Linked DNA regions of Mus musculus: all the other regions are linked to region 4. Evidence: chromatin contacts called from public Hi-C and HiChIP or PLAC-seq data. All regions are on one chromosome and are shown on one strand. Each heading gives the region's core, a stretch centred on a gene start, on an enhancer-like site or on the middle of the called end of the contact. The rest is flanking DNA. Distances are from core to core; before and after follow the strand shown.

Evidence for each region. A called contact is a pair of places that touch in the nucleus more often than the background predicts. HiChIP or PLAC-seq counts read pairs in DNA pulled down with a chosen protein or histone mark.
Region 1: a contact with region 4 is called in an H3K4me3 HiChIP or PLAC-seq map of stem cell-derived anterior neural progenitor cells, with 9 times the contacts expected there. The contact joins the enhancer-like site here to the promoter of Ephb1 in region 4. A contact is called at or near these places in 2 of 39 promoter capture datasets (cranial neural crest and hippocampal neurons), 4 of 484 Hi-C or Micro-C datasets (cardiac endothelial cells, cortical glia, embryonic stem cells and 1 more), 11 of 115 datasets of contacts at active chromatin or transcription factors (astrocytes, embryonic forebrain, embryonic hindbrain and 6 more) and 3 of 9 other capture datasets (adipose tissue, embryonic stem cells and pancreatic islet).
Region 2: a Hi-C map of cerebellum shows a contact between it and region 4, with 4 times the contacts expected there. The contact joins the enhancer-like site here to the promoter of Ephb1 in region 4. A contact is called at or near these places in 8 of 39 promoter capture datasets (cranial neural crest, embryonic stem cells, epiblast stem cells and 4 more), 12 of 484 Hi-C or Micro-C datasets (Sertoli cells, cerebellar granule neurons, cerebellum and 6 more), 10 of 115 datasets of contacts at active chromatin or transcription factors (astrocytes, embryonic forebrain, embryonic hindbrain and 6 more) and 3 of 9 other capture datasets (adipose tissue, embryonic stem cells and pancreatic islet).
Region 3: a contact with region 4 is called in a Hi-C map of cortical neurons, with 4 times the contacts expected there. The contact joins the enhancer-like site here to the promoter of Ephb1 in region 4. A contact is called at or near these places in 6 of 39 promoter capture datasets (cranial neural crest, embryonic stem cells, hippocampal neurons and 2 more), 1 of 15 datasets of contacts at CTCF or cohesin (embryonic stem cells), 13 of 484 Hi-C or Micro-C datasets (cerebral cortex, cortical neurons, embryonic stem cells and 3 more), 12 of 115 datasets of contacts at active chromatin or transcription factors (craniofacial prominence, embryonic forebrain, embryonic hindbrain and 6 more) and 3 of 9 other capture datasets (adipose tissue, embryonic stem cells and liver).

What each region holds. Positions count from the first base shown.
Region 1 is chr9:102,214,305-102,217,340 of GRCm38.p6, forward strand. All of the region lies in intron 2 of Ephb1 (Eph receptor B1), which reads right to left. The region is part of intron 1 of Gm31233 (a long non-coding RNA gene); the gene reads left to right. Among named protein-coding and RNA genes, the nearest start is that of Gm31233, 5.4 kb to the left of the region's middle. Within about 2 kb of position 1,682, at least 8 of the 459 cell types and tissues checked have an H3K27ac peak or open chromatin away from gene starts, as enhancers often do. A contact at or near this core is called in astrocytes and stem cell-derived anterior neural progenitor cells, where this site is marked.
Region 2 is chr9:102,188,111-102,191,511 of GRCm38.p6, forward strand. All of the region lies in intron 3 of Ephb1 (Eph receptor B1), which reads right to left. Among named protein-coding and RNA genes, the nearest start is that of Gm31233, 21 kb to the right of the region's middle. Within about 2 kb of position 1,396, at least 18 of the 459 cell types and tissues checked have an H3K27ac peak or open chromatin away from gene starts, as enhancers often do. A contact at or near this core is called in Sertoli cells, cerebellar granule neurons and cerebellum, where this site is marked.
Region 3 is chr9:102,136,312-102,139,712 of GRCm38.p6, forward strand. The region is part of intron 3 of Ephb1 (Eph receptor B1); the gene reads right to left. Among named protein-coding and RNA genes, the nearest start is that of Gm31233, 72 kb to the right of the region's middle. Within about 2 kb of position 2,025, at least 14 of the 459 cell types and tissues checked have an H3K27ac peak or open chromatin away from gene starts, as enhancers often do. A contact at or near this core is called in cerebral cortex, cortical neurons and hippocampal neurons, where this site is marked.
Region 4 is chr9:102,353,209-102,356,432 of GRCm38.p6, forward strand. It overlaps Ephb1 (Eph receptor B1), which reads right to left and starts at 1,485. Exons shown (of 16, transcript NM_173447.3): 1 at 1,074-1,485. The coding sequence starts at 1,131.

The DNA.
Region 1 (3,036 bases), core at 432-2,931, 140 kb before region 4:
GTGTAGCTTATGTATATATTCATGTTTGTGTGTACACATGCATACGTAAGTGTATGTACATACGTGTAGAAGCCAGAGATTGATACTATTACCAGCCTTACTCAATTGTTCTCTATCTGTTGAGACAGGTCCAGTCTCAGAGTCCAGAGCTCGATGACTGGGCTTAATTAGTTGGCCAACAAGCCCTGTGGGTGTCGCTTATCTCTACCTTCTTGTACTGGAATCACAGGTGCACGTCAAGTCCAACTTTCTGCATGCGTGTTAGAGATCCAAACTCATACCTTCATGCTTACACATCTGGAACTGGCAGCTGAGCCATCTCGTAGACCCCTTCGGACTTCCTAATTCAACATAACCTTGCTTCTATGCTCTGCCCTCCACTCAGGTTTTGTTTTGTTTTGTTTTGTTTTGTTTTGTTTTGTTTTGTTTATCTGAGTAGAGCTGAGTTCAGGCTGGAAGACCTGATCTGCTCTCCTCCATTCAAGAACCCTGCTCTCTTAAGGTCCTAAAAGCACCTTGTCTTTCAAGTTAGGAAGATCTGTCATTCTGTCTTCAGGCTAACATGCCACAACCTTCCCATAGAGGGCTTGAGAGATGACAAAGGGCACCTATCTGTCCCAGTTAACTTAAGTTAAGCCTATTAGGGTGCAAACAAGCCAGATCTGGCCTAGGAAAAGAACCCATACATCCCCACCTGCCTGTGTGCTCCCGGCTGAGCCTGTCATGAGTGAGCCACTAAGACAACTGCTTCTTTTTGGGGCCACAACTTCTCTAAAAAGAGAGAAGTGGGTTATGATAACCTCTGGAGATTTTGGACAGACCTAATAAGCTGATGAATCGTGTGAGGCATTTCTAAGGGCAAGAAAGGAAATTAGTGTGACATCAAGAATCTGGAAAGCCACAACTCCCAAAATCCCTTAATCCAGTAAACTAGAAATAATAATGCCCATTTTTTTAACTTGCATGCATGCATACATATACATACATGTGCACGCATGCGCGTACACATACACACACACACACAAGCATACACAGGAGTCCTTAGCCCAACTCTCCTCCCCTGAGGCTCCATCCCACCCACCCTTCTACCTCACCAGGCAGGCCTCTAGGCCTTTTCTTTCTGTGAGCAGATTCTGATCTCCTGGACCACCCTCCATCTCCTAGAGGAGGCCCCACCTCCCAGCTCTAGTCCTGAGCCCCCCTTGCCTTTGTCTATCACTGTCTCTGTCAGGCAGGTGATTTTAAACTTCCATTCCTAAAAGACGCATATTATATAAAAAATGTTTTAAGTGCCTCGGGTGTTTTGCTCCTCATTGCTTCATAAAAGTGACATTAATAGCCAGGGAAGAGCTCGGCTGAGTGCAATTAGGGAGGATGTTTCAGGTATGAAAGCTGTTTTGAGCCTGCTAATGTTTCCTAATTACAGGCCTTTTGGTAGAGAGAGAAAAAGATAAAGAGTAGGTGGGAAACACAGGGTGGGGAGGCCTGACTTAGCTCAATGGTTTACCTGAAGAGGGAGGAGGAGGAGAGAGGAGGAGGAGAGATCAGGGGGCCAGAGGTCAGCGGCAGGGGGCTGGCCTCTCTTGGCTGAGAAAGCTAAACTAATTCCTGGGTAACAGCTAAGGAAAGGACTCCATTCATGGCTGGTACTGTGAGAAAAAGACTGCCTTTTCCACGGAGGGCCTGAATTCCTGGACCTCATCAGAGTCTCAGCTTGAGTCTTCCACAATTCACAGCTGTGGTTTGTCCTAAGCAGGCATCTCATTAGTTGTGTCCTAGTAGAGGATCAGCCTATCAGGGGTTAAAGGGCAACGGGAGCCACTGTTGAGCCATGGCATCTAAGGTGATTTATCTGGAGGTGTCCCTCATTTCTGTTTCCTTAGCAGTAAGATGGAGCCCAGGAAAGCCCTGCGGTCGGTTCTCACGGGCCTCTTCTGTTTGTTTGTTTGTTTGTTTGTTATTTTCAATCTTTCTCATCTGCTATCTAAGAACTTTCTGGAATCTATACCCTGAGAGAGTTACGCTATGTCCCCCTTCCCTACAGAACCTAAGTTTTCACTGGGCCTAGCCCAACCCTGACCATGAGCAACAAGTCCTCTATTGGAGAGTGGGTATAGAATCCAAGACAGGTAGGCCCAAGTACAAGAAATGCCAGGGCTTCTTTCTGCTCAAGGAAGGGGCCGGCGGCAGCTATTTCTTCTTTTCCAACATAAAGATGGAAGAGGCTAAAGGGCAGGAGCTGCTGCACACATGCCATGAGACAGAGGAGCCGTAGCATCTGACCAATACCCAGTACTGTGGGAGACAAGCAAGAAGGAGTGAGAAGAGACAGAAAAGAATAAAAGAGACAGGTGTGGGTGTCAGGGTGTGTCAGCTCACTCCCATGGTCTAAACTGGCCCATGCTATCTGGACCATCCGTGCTGTGAGCTCAGTTCAGTCCTCAAAGACTGCTTTGAACTTTTCTGCCCTGGCTGAGGAGAAGTGTGTGTTGAGGGGAGGCGCCAGGACTTAGCCACCAGGCCACATGCTCTCAGATCAACACACAGTATGAAAAAGCACAACCGGCCGCACCCTCTGCCCTCCTGCTCCTGGCATGCCTCCAAAGTCAAATAGGGGACATTCCATTCACAAAACCCTTTCTCTCACCCACAGCTAAATTTCACTTGGATCTGCCCCTAACTCAGCTCCTAATTAGCAGGATTGAGTCATCAAAGGAAGAGGAGAAGAAAATCAGCCCTCCAGAGGGCTGATAATAGGCTAGTGTTTCCTAAGTGCCAAAGAAAACTTCTTTACCTAGCCTTGTCCTGTGTGAGGCTGTTACCGGACAGAACGGAGGAGGTGAGGGAGTCCAACAGGCAGGCCCTGATCATGTAGGCAGGGATCAGCCAATGGGGATGTGAGCAGAGATTTGATGTCACGAGCTGGCCTAGGCTGCTGCTCTATACCCATGTCACTTACCAGCCCAGAAAAATCAGAATTGATTTTGTTAGCCTTGGAAGAGACAGGCAGTTACTGGAGAGGCTTTCTCTCCTGAG
Region 2 (3,401 bases), core at 146-2,645, 170 kb before region 4:
CAGGGTTCTGTCAACACAGGTGTCCGTGGCAACAGGAAGTAAAAGAAAACCTAGACTAACTGAGCTCCCTGGGGCCCAGAACAGAAAGATACAGGTAGGCTTGGATTTAGAGAGGGTTCCTTCTCACTGACTCCCATATAGTCAAGGAAGTCTGTGAACCTTCAGAACCTGCAGAAAGGGACTTACCAACAACAGAGAGCTATAGAACTGAACCCACCAAAGACCTGGACTTGGGCTTCCTTGCCTCCAAAACTGTAGGAAGTGAGTTTCAGCCCATTATAAAGTACCATATCTGTGGTGACATTCTGTCCTAGAAGACCCAGCAGACGAGGAAATGAGTGTGGCTGAGATGGCACACAGCCCTTGAGGAGTCCTCAATGCTGACCAGAAAGTCACATCCAGACTCTACTATCTACTCTCCCTCTCTCTCTGGAACACAGCCTTAGCACCCACACAGCCCCACTGCAACCTATGTGCTACTCAAATGGTTTGCAAAGGGTTCTCATGTTCTCTGGGTAGAGGGGATGGGTCGAGCCAGATGATGATGACCAACAAAAACTTCTAGGCAGCTACAAGGTGCAAAATGGTGTAAGGACATCTAAGAACCAGAAGCAAAACCAAGGTCGCTTGAAAGGCTCAATATTCCTGAAAACATATATATTCTAAAGAGTGGTTAACTTCAGCTTCATCTAGTCTTAGAACCAGAGGCAGATGGTAGCATCTCAAGACCTAAGTCTGAACTGGGCTAGTCCTCTCTATGGGCATTTCACCCCCATCCACTCATTCACTCAGCTCCAGACCTCATAGGTTTTCATGACCAAATGCCAGTGCAGTCAATGGCCACCTTCAGGCCCCTACTGGCCTCTCAGCCCAGAGATACTTCCACTACTCACACCATAATGCATATTTAAAGTCACAGATGACCAGCCTTCAAGCAAAAGAATACAGACTTCTTCCTAGACTGCTCTCCTACCTGAAGTGTGTTATCATTCAGTGGTGTGGGACTACCCGAGACAGTCACAGCTGTCAACAGTAGGGAATGGGGTTTTCCTCAAGGCAGAAGTGTAAAACCTAAGGGGATCTGGACCCTGACATCTGCATCCTGGGCTGCTTTTGGAGCCCAACATTTGGAGGCTATGTAGCCAAGGGGCATCCTTCCATCCCCACTTACCCATGTTCAGAGTGTCACAGCCCATTACATCCAGCCAATTACTTATGCCTCCTCTCTGGAGGGCACTGGGCAGGGCCACTGCAGGAAGCTGAGGAGACCCCGGGTGGTTTCCCAATGAAGTCGCCTATTGGGAAATCCTATTACGAAGCTCATCTTACAGAGCCGTGTGGTGTTAATGACCTTGGCCTCCCTTGGCCCTGAGAATTGCTGGTCTCCCTGGGGCTTGAGGGAAGACCATCTGGGCTGTGGACTTCCTCTCACCAGCTGACTGTTCCCAGGCCAGGGGCGGGTGGAAGTGCTCCTCAGAGGCCTTGAATTCAGCGACCTTGGATGTGGCTGTCAGCATACGGGCCCGACTCGTGCGCATGTCCACGGGAGCACATATGCACATGAACACGCTCCTCGGGCCAGCCCTTCTGCAGTACCTCAGCAGGAACTGGCAGAGAGCCCAAGGCTGAGGCCAACAACCCTAAGTGGGAGGGGAACAGGCTCTGGAAACCTTTTTTGAACTAAATTAGACACATTTTTCTCTACCTTCAAACCCTGCAGATTTTTTTTTCTTTCATCTCAACTCCCCTAGGGTTATAAAGTGGCTCATCTTAGCTGTTCGAGTTGATAAAGGCATCGGAACTGTTGAAAGGTTCAAAGTGTCCCTTGGGTCTCCATGCATGATATGGAGGTGGAAAATTTAAAAAAAAAAAAAAAAAAAAAAAAAGTCCCTACTTGTTTCGTGAGGTGGAGGTAAAGATGCAACCACCGTAGGAAAGGAGGCCCTTTGGGAGATGTCAGGTAAGTGTCTGCACAGGTAGGGTTGCCAATTCCAAGGCACAGCTTCCACGGAGCGGTGGGGAGCCAGAGAGGCACGGAACAGAGAATTGCTCAGTTCTCCGGGACACTCAAAAGCCCTGTGAGCACCCGTGGTGCTCGTTGGACTTGAGAGTTCCCGGCAAAAGCACCAAAGCGTCCCAGGTACCCAGCCTCAAGTGTGAGAAAGGAATGGGATTCCTAAAGGTGTGGCCCTGCCTGCTGCCGAGAGCAGTACCAGCCACTCCCTAGTCTGCTTGGGGCTTCTGGTACCAAGTTGCTGGTGCTAGCCCTCTGCAGGAAAGCCTATTCTTTTCTGTAACTTCTGGCCAGTCAGCTTCCTGCCCCTCCCTCAAATACTCAGAACTCCTCTGGGGCTGCTGACCAGCTAGAACACCTAGTCAATTAGGCTCTGGCCTGCAGCCCCATCTGCTAAGGTTAGAATTCTTCTCTGGGCACCATAGCTCAGGACCTTTGCCATAGGTCAAGGTACCTGGGACAGTCAGGAATGTAAGCAAAAAGAAATGATAGGCATGGCCGTGTATCTTAGTTTTGAAGCCACACTCCACCGCCACCACCTCATGCCCTGTGCCTGAAAAGCTCATATGACAGATCCTTCTGGAAGCTCTAGGGAACGTTTGCAAAGTCAATCCTTCAGAGACCTTCCTAGGGTAGAACATAGCCGCCAACTAGGGCCTGCTCTGGAAACCATGGACACCCAGAAGTTATGATGCAGTCTCACCTGCTTTGACAGAAGAATAAGGGATCTGCTCCGAGCAGGCCTTTAAGAACGGATTATCAGTTCCAGCCCTGTGCTGGTTAGTTTTTGCCAACTTGATACAAACCCGGTCGCATTTGAGAAGGCAGGATCTCAATTGAGGAACTGCCTCCATCAGACTAGCCTAGAGGCACGCCTGTAGGGGCATTCTCTTGATTAATAATTGATGTGGGAGGCCCCAGATCACTGGGGTATGAGCCCCCCCCCCCGAAAAGGTAGGTGGCCTAAGAATACAACCTGGCTGACTCATGGGGAGAAAGCCAGTAAGCAGCATTCCATCATGGCCTCAGCTTTTGGTTTTCGGTTTAAGCTCCTAGCTTGTCTTCCCCTGGAGATGGACTATAATTGGGAGTTGTAAGCTGAGGTACAATGCCCTCAAGTTGCTTTTGGTCATGGTGTTTTATCACAGCATCAGAAACCTTAACTAAGACACAGCCCCACCATCTTCCCCTTAGGCTAAGCTTAGCCAATATCACATTTTAAGGGCTTGCTCCACACCATCTCATGGCCTGCCTGGCACAAGAAGACCTAGACTGCATGGGGCCCACACAAAGACTCGTTTCACCACCAACTTTAGCAGGAGGAATGTGGCGCAGAGAGAGAAAGCTGTGCTTTCTTGTTAGATCCCTGAGCTATGAGCACATGACC
Region 3 (3,401 bases), core at 775-3,274, 220 kb before region 4:
ACCCTACCAAGGAACTGTGCTGTGATTTTTCTATTGTTGTGCTAAGGCACCATCTGTGATCAGGACAGCTTATGGAGTAAAAAGTTTATGGGCTGATAGTTTCAGAGAGTGAATCTGTAACTGTCGGCCGTGGTGGGGAGCATGATGGCAGATAGACAGGTATGGTGTAGGAGCAGCCATCAAAAGTTTACATGTTATAACAACAACAGAGAAAGAGAGAGAGAAAATGAGAGACAGACAGACACACACACTGAAACAGAGACAGATTAGGCCCAGAGTGGGCTTTTGAAACTTCAAAGTGACACCCCCCTACTCCAACAAAACCATTCCTATTAACCCTTCCCAAAGAGTTATACCCTGGGGACCAAATATTCAAATACATGAGTCTATGGACGCCATTCTTACTCAGCCATCCGCAGCTGCTTAAATGCTGCGGCTTATTTAGGGCTTCTCATGCCCTGGAAGACTACTGAGGCCAACAACATTGATGAGTTGGAGGTCTTTCTGTACGATGTGGTGATTATATTAACAAGGACCACCTGGAGACTGAAGACTGTATAACTGCTGCCATACTTCCCACCGTGATAGTCATGGGCTCACCCTCTGAAACTATAAACCCATAATCTCGTTCTCCTACATATTGCCTTGGATCCAATGGGGAAAAAATTCTAGGTGTGACTTCATGTCTCCAGAGGCCATGCCCACCTGGGACACTGCTTATGCTGGAGGGAAGTAACACATGCAGCCCACTTAATGGCTTTGATGGTGAAGCCACTGACAGGGACATCACTGTGAATGTGAGATCAGAGTCTGCTGGATATGTTGGGAGAGTCTGAGGTCTTTTGTGAAGCTGGGAAGATATCGCAGAAGACAGGGGTCCTTTAAGAAGTGGAGCTGGGTGTGGTTATGCTTTGCAATCTCATCATTTGGGAGGCAGAGGCAGAAGCATCACCACACTTTTAGAGCTAGCCTATATGGTAACTTTCAGGTCAGCTGATGAAAGAGGGAGAAACCCTGTTGCAAAACATAAACAATAAATAAACAAAGGAGGGTGGGGATTGTTGTGAGCCCAGAAGAGGAAGGAGGTAACATTCGAGCTTATCTTTGAAAGGGGAAGGCAAAGATGGGGAAAGGCAAAAACTAAATAATCTCACAGCATCAGCAAGGTCCCAGAGGAGGAGGAGGAGGAGGAGGAGGAGGAAGAGGAGGAGGCAGCCACCCTGAGCATCCTGTCCAGGAAAAACCCTAGAGGTTAGCCCTTGCTCAATGTCCCCAGGACAGTACCATATGCTTCCCTGGACACTCAGCAGAACTGTACCTTGAAATAGCTGTGCTGCAGTGGGTCTAAGAGAGCCAGAGTATGGAAGATAGGGTGACAGCCAGCTTCCTTTGGAATCTAAGCCCCTGGGGACCTGCGTAAGAGGTAGGCACTCACCTGAACATCAAAGAATTGCCCACTCTCATGACTCAGGCTGAGCACCGTCTCCTCTATCACTGTTTCTCATGCTCTCCCGTCCTCTCTGGGGATCTCAAGACACCTACCTCAAAGCCTAGGCTTCAGGTCCTCAAGTAAATGTACCTGTGTCCTTGGCATTCACATCAATGGTAGTGACCAAGCCCAGTAAAGGACCTAAATGCATATGGATGTATAATGGTTCCCACTGGGCCCCTCCCTCCACCTCTCCATTTTTAATCTCCTCTACCATTTCATCTAATAAACATCGATGAACTGACACAGCAGACGAGGCCCTGTGGCAAACATCTGGAAATGTCACAATGAAGATACTGTCCTTGACCCTAGTGTATTCAGCTTCCAAAGGCTGGGACAGAAAACAAAAAAGACTAGTAAGTATCTAAGTGGCAGGTGCCTTGCCAACACCACTGAGACCATCCTAGGTAGGGGGTAGGGTTCTATAGAAAGGAGAGAGTAGACAGAAAATGATGTGGAATTCTACCAGTCATGTCAGACCTCCTCTGTTCCCCTATCTCCAGCACTCAAGTGATGAGCTTCCAAAACAGGTGCTAAGCTGGGAGCACAGAGCCAACAAGCCCAGCCAAACAAAGCTCTCTATGGTTCCCCTGCCTACTCTGCTACATAAGCACCTGAATTTAAGATTCATCAGAGGGCTCTGGCTGCCTGGGAAATAATGATTTATTCTGTTTCACTATACATGTGCACACACTCACACACACACACACACACACACACACACACACACACACACACATACTATTTGTAATCTTTTGTTCTTACACATTTAATTACCTTAGGATAAATCTGATTTTGCCACTTGGAAAAAAAATCCTCTCTTTTGTTTTCCTTTAATTTCCCTTCCTTTCACGTTACATTTGACAAACTTAGGAGAGACAACCATGACAGATGAGCACAGAGGGGTGGGAAGCCAAGAAGCTGCCGGGCCGGCGCAGGCGGGCAGGATGACGCAGGCCCTCGGCACCCACACTGTGTTATAAATTAGGAGAAGTGCCCTGTACTTATATTTAATTCAATAACAAATACTGGCTCACATAAAAATAACTTGTTTTCATTCTGGGAGGGTGAGGCCTAAATTTAAACAATCTTTCCCATTCTGCCTGAGGAAGGAGGCTGCCAATTCTGCCTCCTTGTCTCCTGTTAATTTCCAGATGATGCTTAGAGACAGAAAGGATGCTGTTTGGGAGTGAGAGTGGGGGCGGAAGCAAAGGCCACTGGGAAGGCAGTATGGGAATCTCTGGAGGAAGAGAATCCTCCTGGCCAGCCTCCTAAGAGATGAGTCTGTCAGGCATCTATAAGGGAAGTGTCCAACCAGAGAAGAGAGGCTTTGCTGAGGGGCAATGAAAGTCATATTTTGATTTTGGAGAATGAGAAATACAATATTCTTAAGGCATGGGAGGCTATGCAGCCTGGGCCTCAGTAGCCATGACAGTGTGCCTGTCTGACTGGGCTAGCTTGGGCCATGCACAAGGCAACCGGCTACTGGCTTGATCTTGCTTCTTACACCACAGGATTGGTGGTGGCTTTCATCAGCCTTGGTCCTCTCTCAGCTGGATCCATTGCCAAGTGTACTTGGCACCCACCAGTCAGAGCACTGGTGGGTGTTGTCATGTGTCCCATTACGTCATTTAAGCCACTGATGCCCTGATCCATGAGTGAACCTCAAGCCACACTGGGCTTTCTAATGCCTGTTTAATTGTAAGACATCATCCGGAGTTTGCACTTTTATTCGTCATATCTGTGGTTTATTGAAAATGGACTCTTAGCCAAGAGCATTTCAAAGTGACCAGGTCAGGTGTTACCTCTTCAGAAAGCTCTTCCTTGATCGTTCTCTAAAGCACCTCTAGTCCACAGCAGTCTCTTTGCCATCATTTTTTATGAGGAGAGAGGTAGGGAAGGAAGGACAAAG
Region 4 (3,224 bases), core at 235-2,734:
ATCGGGATGTGGGGCTTCCAGCAGGGGTGGCGTGGCGGCGGCGCCTCACCCCAGAGTTGCTCTGTTCGAGATAACTCTAACTGCTCCTTCTCTACTGAGATGCGTCCCTGGAGGTGGCGGCCGCCGCGGCTCCGCAGGGAAGGTTGGGGGCGGGGAAGGGGGCGGGAGGCGGGGAGGCGAGCAGGGATTTCCCACGGGATTCGCGGGAGCCCTGAGCGCCGGGGCTCCTGGGTGCGCCGGGTAAGGGGTCCGCTGAGCGGGTTTGGCTGGCCACCAGCGGGAGGCACAACCACGCTGAGCCAGCAGGGATGGTGTCTTGGCTCGTGGGCTCGCAGCCACGCAGTCTCTTCTAACTGCCGGATGAGTTTAAGCACCGCCAGCACTCACCCAAGCCCACCCCTGCTCCAAAGCTCAGAAGGCGAGAAAGGCGTCCGCCTCGCACTTGCTGTCCCTGGAAGATTGCAACCCGGCAGCTTCTAGGGCTGATTTCCCCCCCAGGGTGCGGTCAATGGATTTGGCCCCTCTCGTTTGGCAGTCACTTGCTGGGGTACTAGTAGGACCTTCTGTGATCCCCCAAGCAGCCTGCCTGCGGAGCCCAGAGTCCGGAAACCTCAGACTGCGAAAGGGAGACAGCAAGCTACCGCTCGCCAGCCAGCGCATCCAGGCCCGGGATAGAAAGAGCCGAAGGTGCCGACTCTAGGAGCCCAGTGGCCCGAGGTATCGCTTCCCAGACCAGCTTCGCCCAGAGCTAAGGAGCTTGCACCGCAATGCAGCGGGATCCAGGCTCTCTAAGCCGGAGATGTCCGGTGATCGTGCTGTCTGGGAGCACCAGAGCGCAGGAGCCGAAAGACTCTGCGTGCGAACGAACCTGCTGTGGGCGCCCAGGGTCGGCGCAGGGCATGCCTGTGGGTACCGCCCCATCCCGGTGCCCCATCTCTACCCAGGATCGGTGACATTCTCTCTCTCCAGCACCAGGATGCCCGGCCGAGCAGCCAAAGGAGCCCTGCAAAGCGCGCGGCACCCATGAACTGGCAGCCGGCAGCCACCAAGTTGCTCCGCGAAGGGTACGTTACCTTCCATCGCGGCCACTGCAGATGCCAGGAGGAAGAGCAGCAAGCAATCCAGGGCCATCGCCGGCCAGCGGCCCCCAGGCCGAGCCCCAGCGGAGACGCGCCGCGTCCCAGGGCGCCGCTGCGCTCCCGGCGGGTGGCTTCTCCGTGTCCTTTCGCGCTCTGGCCGGGACCGGACTCCCCGGAGCGCGGCGTGGGCGTGGGCGGGAGTGTGCGCGCGTGGGGCGGTGCGGGCGCGCGTGGATGTGGGTGTGCATGTGTGTGTGTGTGTTTATGGGAGAGGTGGGTGTGTGCGTGCGTGTGTGAGAGAGGGTGAGGGAGAGCGAGCCTGGGAGAGCGCGCGAGAGCGTGTGCGTCCTGGTGTCACATTGCGAGCTACAGCGGAGCCTACGGGAGGACAGAGCGGGCCAGACTGACGGGGGAGGGAGCGGGATCCCCCACCATCAGCTCTCTCTCCACCCCTAACACCTCCTGTCCAATCAAGGAATCAAACCTGCAAAATTCCCTCATCCAATCAGGCGCGAGCACCTCCTTACACTGGCATTGTTAGTTTAAGAAAAACTTTTGCTTGCAAGGCTGTGTGGGAGGGTTAGGAAGGCGCTAGGAGGTGATCGCGCTCCCTCTTGTGGTGATTTAGGAGAACTGCAGCCTCGCACGCTCGCTTTCCCCAAGCTGAAAAGGAGGGGCTCAGCCAAGAAGTCAACTGAGGTCCCTTATGCTTACAGACACCCCACAGCTACTCCTGACTATTCCTATGCAGAATGCCGCCACCCTATATCATTTTACTAATCAATTTTGTTTATTTTTGAGTCTTGTCTGATCTCGTTCACTCAGAATTCCTGGAACCTTAACAGTGTCTTATTCTTGGCATGCATCTGTGGAGTGAGTGAATATGGTTTCAAGACTTTATGGCCGGCTGCTCGGGGGTAGTTAGAACACCCTGTGGGCTTCCTATCATATCCTCAGCTGTATATCTCCAAAAGTCTCTTCCCAGGTGGATCTCTGAGCATCCACTGTAGGGCCTGCTGTCAGAAGACAGTCATAATGGGAAGACATGAAGAAACAGCCGAAAGTCTGACAACTTGTTGGGGTATGGGGAAGGGAGACATTGCTTTGAACCAGGCCTGGAGGTAGGTGGGAAGGACTGAGTTCTGCAACCACAGGAAAACCAGGCTCCAGAATAGAAGTGGTTTCCCACCATCAGCTCTGATGATAATGCCCCATTTTGCTGTCTGTTGATCAGGTCAGGCTGTTTCAGATCCGGCCCTGGCCTTGATGCTTGTCAGAAGCTGTGTGGCAGAAGGTCCTCACCTCCTCCCGCAAGGTTAGGGATGCTCCTGGAAGACTCATGTGGGAGGGGCTTCAGCCCCCTCCCCAAACCTTTTAAAGACATTAACATCTGGCAACTCTCCTTTGGGAATTTAGTTACATTGATTCCCCACCCTGGGTACTTACTCTGTCTTTCACAGACACTGCCTCCCTCTTCACCACCCCAGCCACACTCAGACCCCTGATTCTGACAGGTCTTTGTTTCCCAGACTTTGACACAGGCTGTTTGTGTCTTCCCCTACCATCCACCCATCCGGCCTCAGAACCTGAAAGGATGACGTCAGTGACCGCTGCTTAATCTTCCCTAATACTACCTCAGCTGCTCTTTGTCCCTCCACAGCACTGTGTCTTGAAGTCCCTTAAGTGAGGGATGCCCCTCTCTGACATGGGTGAGTACTGGGTCTTTTGCAGCTTTGGCAACACTCTCCACAGTCCAATTTCACTGCCTACCTGTCTTACTACTTCTTGCCCTTCCTCCTTCATCCCTCCAGCCTCTAAGAGAGGAATCCCCAAAGCTCTTACCTTGAAACCCCTCCCCCTCCCTGCACTGGTGACCAACTGCATCCATCCCTGTGGATGGATTATAGATAGATGATGGATGGAAAACAGACTGATGGATGGATGGATGGATGGATGGATGGATGGACAGACAAATGGATGGGTGGATGGACAGACAGATAGGTGAATGGACAGATGAATGGATGGATAAATGGGTGGATGGATGGATGGATGGATGGATGGATGGATGGATGGATGAATGATGACAAGCAGATGAATGGATGGGTGGGGTGGGTAGATGATCTCAGATGGATGTTGGGTGCATGC